Linked DNA regions of Zea mays: region 2 is linked to region 1. Evidence: chromatin contacts called from public Hi-C data. All regions are on one chromosome and are shown on one strand. The core of a region is the stretch at or near the end of the contact, and the rest is flanking DNA. Distances in the headings are between cores, read along the strand shown. Region 1 holds the start of LOC100383183 (Serine carboxypeptidase-like 40). Region 2 holds the start of LOC100191722 (Chaperone DnaJ-domain superfamily protein).

Evidence for each region. A called contact is a pair of places that touch in the nucleus more often than the background predicts.
Region 2: a contact with region 1 is called in a Hi-C map of root tip, with 2.9 times the contacts expected there. The contact joins the promoter of LOC100191722 here to the promoter of LOC100383183 in region 1. A contact is called at or near these places in 2 of 25 Hi-C or Micro-C datasets (ear and root tip).

What each region holds. Positions count from the first base shown.
Region 1 is chr7:132,567,246-132,571,288 of Zm-B73-REFERENCE-NAM-5.0, reverse strand. LOC100383183 (Serine carboxypeptidase-like 40) reads left to right here and starts at 2,151. Exons shown (of 9, transcript NM_001366812.1): 1 at 2,151-2,652; 2 at 2,742-2,849; 3 at 2,952-3,232; 4 at 3,321-3,563; 5 at 3,704-3,810; 6 at 3,993-4,043. The coding sequence starts at 2,244.
Region 2 is chr7:132,910,201-132,914,466 of Zm-B73-REFERENCE-NAM-5.0, reverse strand. It overlaps LOC100191722 (Chaperone DnaJ-domain superfamily protein), which reads right to left and starts at 1,451. Exons shown (of 1, transcript NM_001137151.2): 1 at 1-1,451. The coding sequence starts at 1,375. The coding sequence ends at 53. It overlaps LOC100384518, which reads right to left. Exons shown (of 2, transcript NM_001177040.1): 2 at 2,929-3,853. The coding sequence ends at 3,474.

The sequences.
Region 1 (4,043 bases), core at 902-3,401:
TAGAGGTCGAGCGTTTCAAGGTCATTTGGGGTGGTGGGGGAGCGGGAGGGTGAAGGCTGGTGGCGCTCGGGGCGACCTCCTGTCGCCGGCGAGCGGGGCGGGGAAAGGGAAAAAGCGAGCTTTGCGTTGCCCATTGAGGTCGATTTTGTTTAGAGACAAATCTTTCTCTACTTTATTAATGATCAAACACGATACACACACAGATATGTGCTTGTACATGAGGGGTATTGAGATCAGAATATAAGAAGTACCGCGCCCAGTACGTCGACGTCCGCCATTGCCAGCGCCTCAGTGGACGACCGACCTTCTTCTCATGCCTATGCCCTTTGCGGTCGCCGTAGCCACCGCCGCCGCCGCTCCTTCTCGTCGACGCACGTATCACGGCGTGGACGATGATGGTGTTCGGAGGGTACGGCGGCCCTCTGTCGTGTGTAGTAGCGTTGATAGGTTTGATATTGACAATACAACAGCACACTCGATTTGTATTTATAATGATTGTTTGGGACGTCACTCAAACCTAATTCCTAGTCCTATTTATTTGACGGCGACACGATTTGAGACGATTACGTACGGACTCGGACCTAGGGCCCGTTTGGGAGGGCTCCGGCTCCTCTAAAAATGGCTCCGACTCGGGGTCCCATAAAAAAATAGCTTATTCGCAGAAGCCTATACTTTTTGCAAATTGTTTGGCAAAACGGCTCCTCCAAATAGCACCACACTGAACAGCAGATAGCTCCAGCTCCTCTGCAAACTGTGCAGACTGCAGAGTCGACATCGCCACCAGTGGACAGCGCCTTTCAGTGGACCTTGCTCACCGTGCTCTCTACCGTGCTTCTCTGTTGCGCCGGCCAAGAACCGAGTGCCAGCCATGGACAGACCGTGTGTCGTGCCGTGGGCAGCGGCTAGGCCTCGACCCACCGGGGCGCCTAGTGTCGCGTCGTGCCGTGGGCAACAGCTAGGCCTCGACCCATCGGGGCGCCTAGTGTCGTAGCCTGGGCAGCAGCCAAGGACGGGGCGCCGGCCAAAGGCAGGTTGTGCGTCCTGCCATGAGAAGTAGCTAGGTCTGTGTACGCAGAGCCATGCACAGAGCCAAAATTTTTAGCTCCGGCTCTCAGCCGTATTTTGGCTTCTGCTCCTGCCCAAGAGCGTTTGGGAGGTGGCGTTTGGGACGGCTTCAGCGAGGAGCCGATATTGGAGCTGGCCAGGAGCCCTCCCAAACGCCCCTCTAATTCCTAGTCCTAGACTCCTAGCTAATCTGGTTCGTGAGCCGCGCGGTAGACTCGGAGTCCGCTAGGTGCGGTCATGAACGGCGCGTGGTAGAGAAAACCTGGGTCCTTGGATCATAAGATTAAAGGCGCTCAAGTTGAAAAAAACTGTACACAGGACAGCCAAATCATCCACTGTTGGAAGAAGAAAGAGTACGATACGGGGGCCCAAAAAAACCAGACAGAAGAGCCCGTGACAGGGTGACACCGCCGTCTCCTTCAGTCATCAAGCGTCAGAGTCCCGGAAACTGAATCCCTACCCTAGCTGCCCAATTGACTGTTTTTACGAAACGTGCAACACAGCAGAAAAAGAGCGCGTCGATATAGTAAAACATGCATGTCATTAACCTTGCGTCATGCCCACCTAGGAAATTTGAAAGAAGGTTCGCTAGAATGATAATGTTAAAATGTAGAATAGTGGTTGGACCGTATTTAGGACAAGCATGTCTGGAAACAGGAATACAAGAAACGCCGTTCTCAATACGTGACATATGCAGCCATGCAGGACTGAACGCAATACCGATACGAAATGGACCAGCTAGCTCCACAAACATACTAAAATTGTTAAAAAGTTTTCGCAATCGCCACAAATTTGAAGTGTCCTCTAGCCAAACGGCCCAACCCTGCACATCTATTGGATCCAGAGCTAGAGCTGGAGTGTGTGCTCTGGCGTTCGAAAACTTCCAAAGCCAGGAAGAGGAAAGTGCCAGGATGGAAGTGTCCACATCAGGGAATGGATCAATGGAATCGGCCGATCCTGAGTCACGATGTGACCTTTTTGCCAGTCCTGTCGTTTCTCGAGTGTTGGATGGAGTTACCCTTTGCCTTGTTCCTCTACGTCGAGTACCTATCTGGGTTTTTGGACGGTTGGTTGACAAGTTACCACTTTATTTTGGTGTGCTCAGTGCTCACGTTTCTGAGTTCTGTTTACACCCTCGCAGCTAGCTGGGATCTTCTCCCTGCACTGCACCTGCAAAGATGAGGAGGAGCAACACCACCACCTTCGTCCTCCTCTCCGTCGCAATCCTACTGCAGGGCACGTCCCACGTCGTTGCTTCGTCGCAGGAGGCTCAGCTCAGCAAGCTCATGGCGTCCGGAAGAAGCAGGCTCAGGCTCAGCCTCAGCCCAAACGGGCCTGCCGAGACCGACACATGCTCAGACTCCGGCACCTACGCGCCACTGCCCGAGCGCTGCAAGCGCCCGCCGAGCGGTGGGAAGGAGGCGGACAGGATCAAGGAGCTGCCCGGCCAGCCGCCGCGCGCCAGGTTCGGCCAGTACTCCGGGTACGTGACGGTGAACGAGGAGCGCGGTCGCGAGCTCTTCTACTACTTCGTCGAGTCTCCCGCCGACGCGGCCTCCAAGCCGCTCATCCTGTGGCTCAATGGAGGTAACTGACTGAACACACACACACACACACACGGTCGTCAATCTCGACGCGAGGAGTCGTCTCACGGCCGACAGTTTTTTCTGGCGCAGGGCCGGGGTGCTCGTCGCTGGGATACGGGGCGATGATGGAGCTCGGCCCGTTCCGTGTCAACCCCGACGGCGAGACGCTGAGCGAGAACAAGCACGCCTGGAACAGTCGTACGTGGAGTGGAAGCCGCAGCTTGTAACCTTAATCACATATGCTGCCTCCTCCGTAGCTTGGCAACTGAACTGATCAGATATATATCTGTAAGTGTGCAGTGGCAAACGTGATCTTCCTGGAGTCGCCGGCGGGCGTCGGGTTCTCCTTCTCGAGGGACGCCGCCGACTACAAGACCGCCGGCGACAGGAGGACCGCCGAGGACACGTACATCTTCCTGGTGAATTGGCTGGAGAGGTTCCCCGACTACAAGGGCCGCGAGCTGTACGTGGCGGGGGAGAGCTACGGCGGCCACTTCGTCCCGCAGGCCGCCACCGTCGTCACGCTGATGAACCGCCGCCTCCCCGCCCGGCAGACGCCCATCAACCTCCGCGGCATCTTCGTGAGTGCGCCTAACAATCTTTCGATCGATCATAGGGTGTCCACTGTCCAATCTATCCAACTCTGCTGTGCCTTTACGATATATTTAGCTTGGCAACCCGTTGCTGGATCTGTACCTTTACGAGAAGGGGAAGCTGGAGTTCATGTGGAGCCACGGCGTGATCTCCGACGAGGTGTGGGCGAGCACCCTCCACAACTGCAGCTTCCTCCACGACCTGTGCTCCTCCAACGCATCGGAGCACACGTTCGAGGGAGGGAGGATGGACTGCTTCAACCTCTACGCTCCGGTCTGCCTCCAGTCGCCCAACGGAACCTACTACTCCAGCAGCCACGTACGTTACGTACCTAGCGCCCGCCATATGCCGTGTCCATGGAACTCCAGCCGCTCTTCTTCTTGTCAGATGAAAAACGTGCACGTAGTATCTTGCAGTACACAGATACTGAAGTGTTGCAATTAATTCCGGTTTGTCAGTTACCTGGCTACGATCCGTGCAGCGACCATTACGTCAGATCTTACCTCAATAGCGTCGAGGTGCAAGAGGCCCTGCACGCTCGGATCAGAAACTGGTCAGCCTGCATGTAAGTTCATCTGCTGCCTTTGGTTCCTCTACTCTGCAATCTGCATTCTCACTCACCCTACTGATACTATTCTTGTTTTTTTTCTGCCCCGAATGTCTAATGACCTTTTTTTAGATAATGAATGTCTAATGACTTAAAGTTGATATATGGTATTTATGCTTTTCTCTCTCTGTTTCATTCAGGCCGAACTTGGTCTGGAACGATTCCCCTGCTTTCATGGTGCCAACCATCAG
Region 2 (4,266 bases), core at 202-2,701, 340 kb before region 1:
TCAGTTAATTCATGTGATCTATGATGATAACCATCATGTTCATCATTGGCATTCATAATTTCTTCTTGTTCTTGCTACCCTTGGGGCGACCACGCTTCTTCGCACCCACCTTCACTCGCATCGGCTTCGCTGGCGGTGTCACTGCAGGCACCTCTATGGGATCCTTGACTGGCACTTCTACCACTGGGGCACTAACTGGTGGCACCCCATTCTGAGCATTACCATGTACACCACCTGCGCTTCCAAGCCATGGCGCATTCAGCTGATCTACTCCCGATGGCTGTGCATTGACCATTCTTTCAAAGCCAGGACACCCAGGGAACCCAACGGGGAAGAACCCCCAAGTGCAGTAATACATGTCGGTGCCTGGCACAATAGGCGGTGGCTCAGCCATTGCCTTGGCCACAAATGGCTGGCGGCAACTAGGGCACAGTAATTTGCACGTCTCATATTGGCAGTCGAACTGGTGAATGTGGCAGCAGGCCGAGCACACTGTCCAGAACGTTGATGAAGGTGCCGCACCAGACTTCGCTGCTGGGACAGTTGCAGCCACCGGCGTTTGGGGAGTAGTCGGCCGCAGCGTACTTGACGGTGTTTGGGGAACAACAGGTGGTGGTGTAGACCGTGGAGCGGGAGCGGGAGCGGCAGGCAGCGGTGTTGACAGTGTTTGAGGAGAAACCGGTGGTGGTGGAGTAGATCGTGGAGCAGAAGCAGCCGGCGGCGGTGTTGACCTTGTTTGGGGGACAGCCGGCCGCTGAGTTTGCCGTGGAGGGGAAGCAGCCGGCGGTGATGTTGCCCGCGGAAGGGGAGAAACCAGCGGCGGAGTCGACCGCGGGGAGGGAGCAGCCACCGGCGGAGTTAGCCGTGCAGGCAGATGTGGCTGCGAGTGCGGCTGCGGTAGATTTGGAGGAGAGTGGTACGCGCGAGCTGCGGCGGCGGCATCGAGGTCCACGTCAAGGGAGGATTTAAGAACGGGATCAGAGAGAAAAGCCCAGGCATCAGCGACGAGCCGGGCAGCTTCGGCGAAGGCGAGCGAGCAGGGGCGGTCCTGGTGGGAACGATTGAGGAGGAAAGAGAGGCGGCGATATTGTGAGTGGATGGCATCCGGTCGGCGTGATGCGGGGTTTGCGGGGTCCAGACCAAGGACGCCGTAGGGATCAGGCTGACCGTTAGGGAGGCGGCGCTGCTGGGCTGCCAGGAGGGAGATGGCGGCGGCGTGGAGGTCGTCGGCGCCCGGGGTGTGGGGATCGGCGGCCAGGGCCTGCGAGGCGAACTGCTTGCACCCTTCAATGTCCCGCGCCACCATGAGCTTCTCAGCCACGCTCAACCACTGCTCCGCCTTCCGCCGCGAGGAGCCAACGGCGGACGGATCCATTGGGTGGGTAGAGGATGGTGGAATGGGGGTTTCTCGTGGGGATACTCGTAGATCGGTGTAAACAGCTGAGTGGCCGTAGCAATGTTTTTACGCTGCGTAGATAACATTATTTACATAGAAGGTGTAACCAGCTCTCCTATTTTATTTAATATCTCACCTTTTATTTTAAATCTTACTTAACAAAGTGTTGTCTATAATATAAAATAATATTTTACACAATCATATACATAATATTATATACATAATCTGCTGGACACAGCCAAACATCGTGTAATTCAAGACATGTTTTTGAAACTAGCAAATTTGCATCTAATGCTATTCATGGTGCATTTAATAGTTACCTGACATATCTGTACTAACTATTAAGACTGTATTGTAGACTGCCCCCGCCACAACCGCCCGCTCGATCCCGCCGCGACCTCCGCCAACCGCCCGCCGCGACCCCGCCCCCGCCAACCGCCCGCCGCGACCGCTCCGCAAACGCCGCTAACCCCGCAGAGGCGGAGGCGTGCGTGGCAGCGTGGGAGGGGCAGAAGACGGTGGCGCAGGAGAGGCAGGCGTAGAGGCGGGAGGTGGGGGACGGGGACGCGGCGGCGCAGGGCGAGCAGCGCGGGAGCTCACGCGGGTCCCACCGGATCTCGGGGCGGCCGAGCGGGCGCACGCGCAGGCAGCGGCGGAGGAAGCGCAGCGGGCGCGAGGACAGGCGGTGCGCGGCGAGGTGCGGGCAGGGCGGTGGTATGGACGGGGTGGAAGCGAGGTGGGTGACGAGATGCCGGACGACGTTGCTCTGCGCGAACAGGTCCTGGCACTTGTGGCTGTGGCGCGCCAGCGACGCGATGGCGTCCACGACCGCGGCCTGCACGCGCATCGGCGGCTCCTACGGGGACGCGGCGGCGCAGGGCGAGCAGCGCGGGAGCTCGCGCGGGTCCCGCCGGATCTCGGGGCGGCCGAGCGGGCGCACGCGCAGGCAGCGGCGGAGGAAGCGCAGCGGGCGCGAGGACATGCGGTGCGCGGCGAGGTGCGGACAGGGCGGTGGTATGGACGGGGTGGAAGCGAGGTGGGTGACGAGATGCCGGACGGCGTTGCTCTGCGCGAACAGGTCCTGGCACTTGTGGCTGTGGCGCGCCAGCGACGCGATGGCGTCCGTGACCGCGGCCTGCACGCGCACCGGTGGCTCCTTGAGCGCAGCGGCGAACACGGAGCACACTCCGGAGTGGAGGAGCTTATGTAGGCTGTCCTCGTCGCGGCAGAGGAGGCCAAGCGCCGCGGCCGCGGCCTCCTGCCTGTCGTCGGTGCCTTCCTTGATCAGCTTGACGAGGACAGCGACGTCGTCCTCCTTTACTGGCACAAACTGGATTGGCAGCAATGAGAGCTTTGGTGTGTGTCCGTGCATGTCGAGGGCAGCTCCTATTTTACTACAACCACATATATTGGGTCACAGTAATTGTGTATGACGGTTGGATGATCACATGGCCATCTTTCACATGGAGGTTGCATGATGCATTATATGAAATTTCAGATGGAGATAAGATCAGTGGTACGACTCTAAACTTCTGCTCAGATAACTTGTCATATGATGTTGGTGCCGTCTCTGAACAAACACAACGTGGTTTCCTGTCAGTAAGGTTCGATGTGTTACAAGATAAATACAGAATGGTTGATTGGCCATTTATGTTCACCAGGTCTAATGTTTAGAGCGTTGTGCAGGATAAAGGTTTGTTGTCTTTTTTCTAGGATAGCCTCATTTATTATGGCAAGAAGTTTTTGGATATCAGATTGGTCTGGTCACACATATGCATCAAGCAACCGAGGGCAAACTGGTTGTGGCTGCAATCTATTTTTTATTACATATTCCACTCTGCTCACTTCATTTTCATCTGCTCTAGTACTCACAATCCGGAAGAGCTTTTCCGTGAGATGTTCAGTCAGGGAACAGATGACGAGTCTGAAGTTGTGCCCGAACCTATAGAGCAGCCCCTGATGGTGTTGTCATCTTCAGCATGGTCTGGCACTGCGACAGCTACCACATGGCATTTACAAGATCAAATTCAGCATCAAGATATTCTGACTACTCGGCCTGGTCAGGGACAACTTGTCATCAGACCTTGAAACTTAAAGGGAGAATACAGGAGCAGTCTCTGAATACCTTACTGGACAGTGGTAGTACACACACATTTGTCCCTGGAACCAATGGTATAGTGTGGTCGCATGTTCTGCTTGGTGGTAAGCCGACTGGATCCTCAAATACCTCCACGAACTGATCCAGAACTGCTTGGACTTTTGGATCGACCGATTGTCCAGCGGGTGTAGCCTGTGATTCCACTGACAAGAGCAAAAGTTCGGTGACAGCGCCGGCTGGTAATGTCACCTGCACACCTTGCAAGTATGCTGGCGATCCATTATATGGAATGACTGCCCACTTGTTCGCCCAATCCACCTTCATCGGACTGTATTGCTGGATCCAGTTCATGCCCAATACTACATAAAACACCGTAAGAGGAAAAAATTTCATGTTAGTGACAAATTGGCAATCAGACATACTCCACTCAGCTGCTGGGAGATGATAACGGCATGGAAGCACTTGACTGTTGGCTACTTGCACAGATATGGTTCTAGGCAACTCTTGAACACCAGACAACTGTGGCCGTAAGCGGTCACTGACAAAAGTGTGAGAAGACCCTGAGTCAACTAATATGAGGATGTCGTGTTGCTGCATGCGACCAGCAAATCGCATAGTGGTTCCTTTGTCTATTCCTTCCCATGCTGCTGGTGATAGAGATAGTGCCATCATGATTTGTTCCGGCTGGTCAGGTGCTGTGAACAACACCCGTGGTTCACGCCAGGAATTTCTCTGGTATCTATTCCTTTCTTGCCGACTCGGCAATAACATG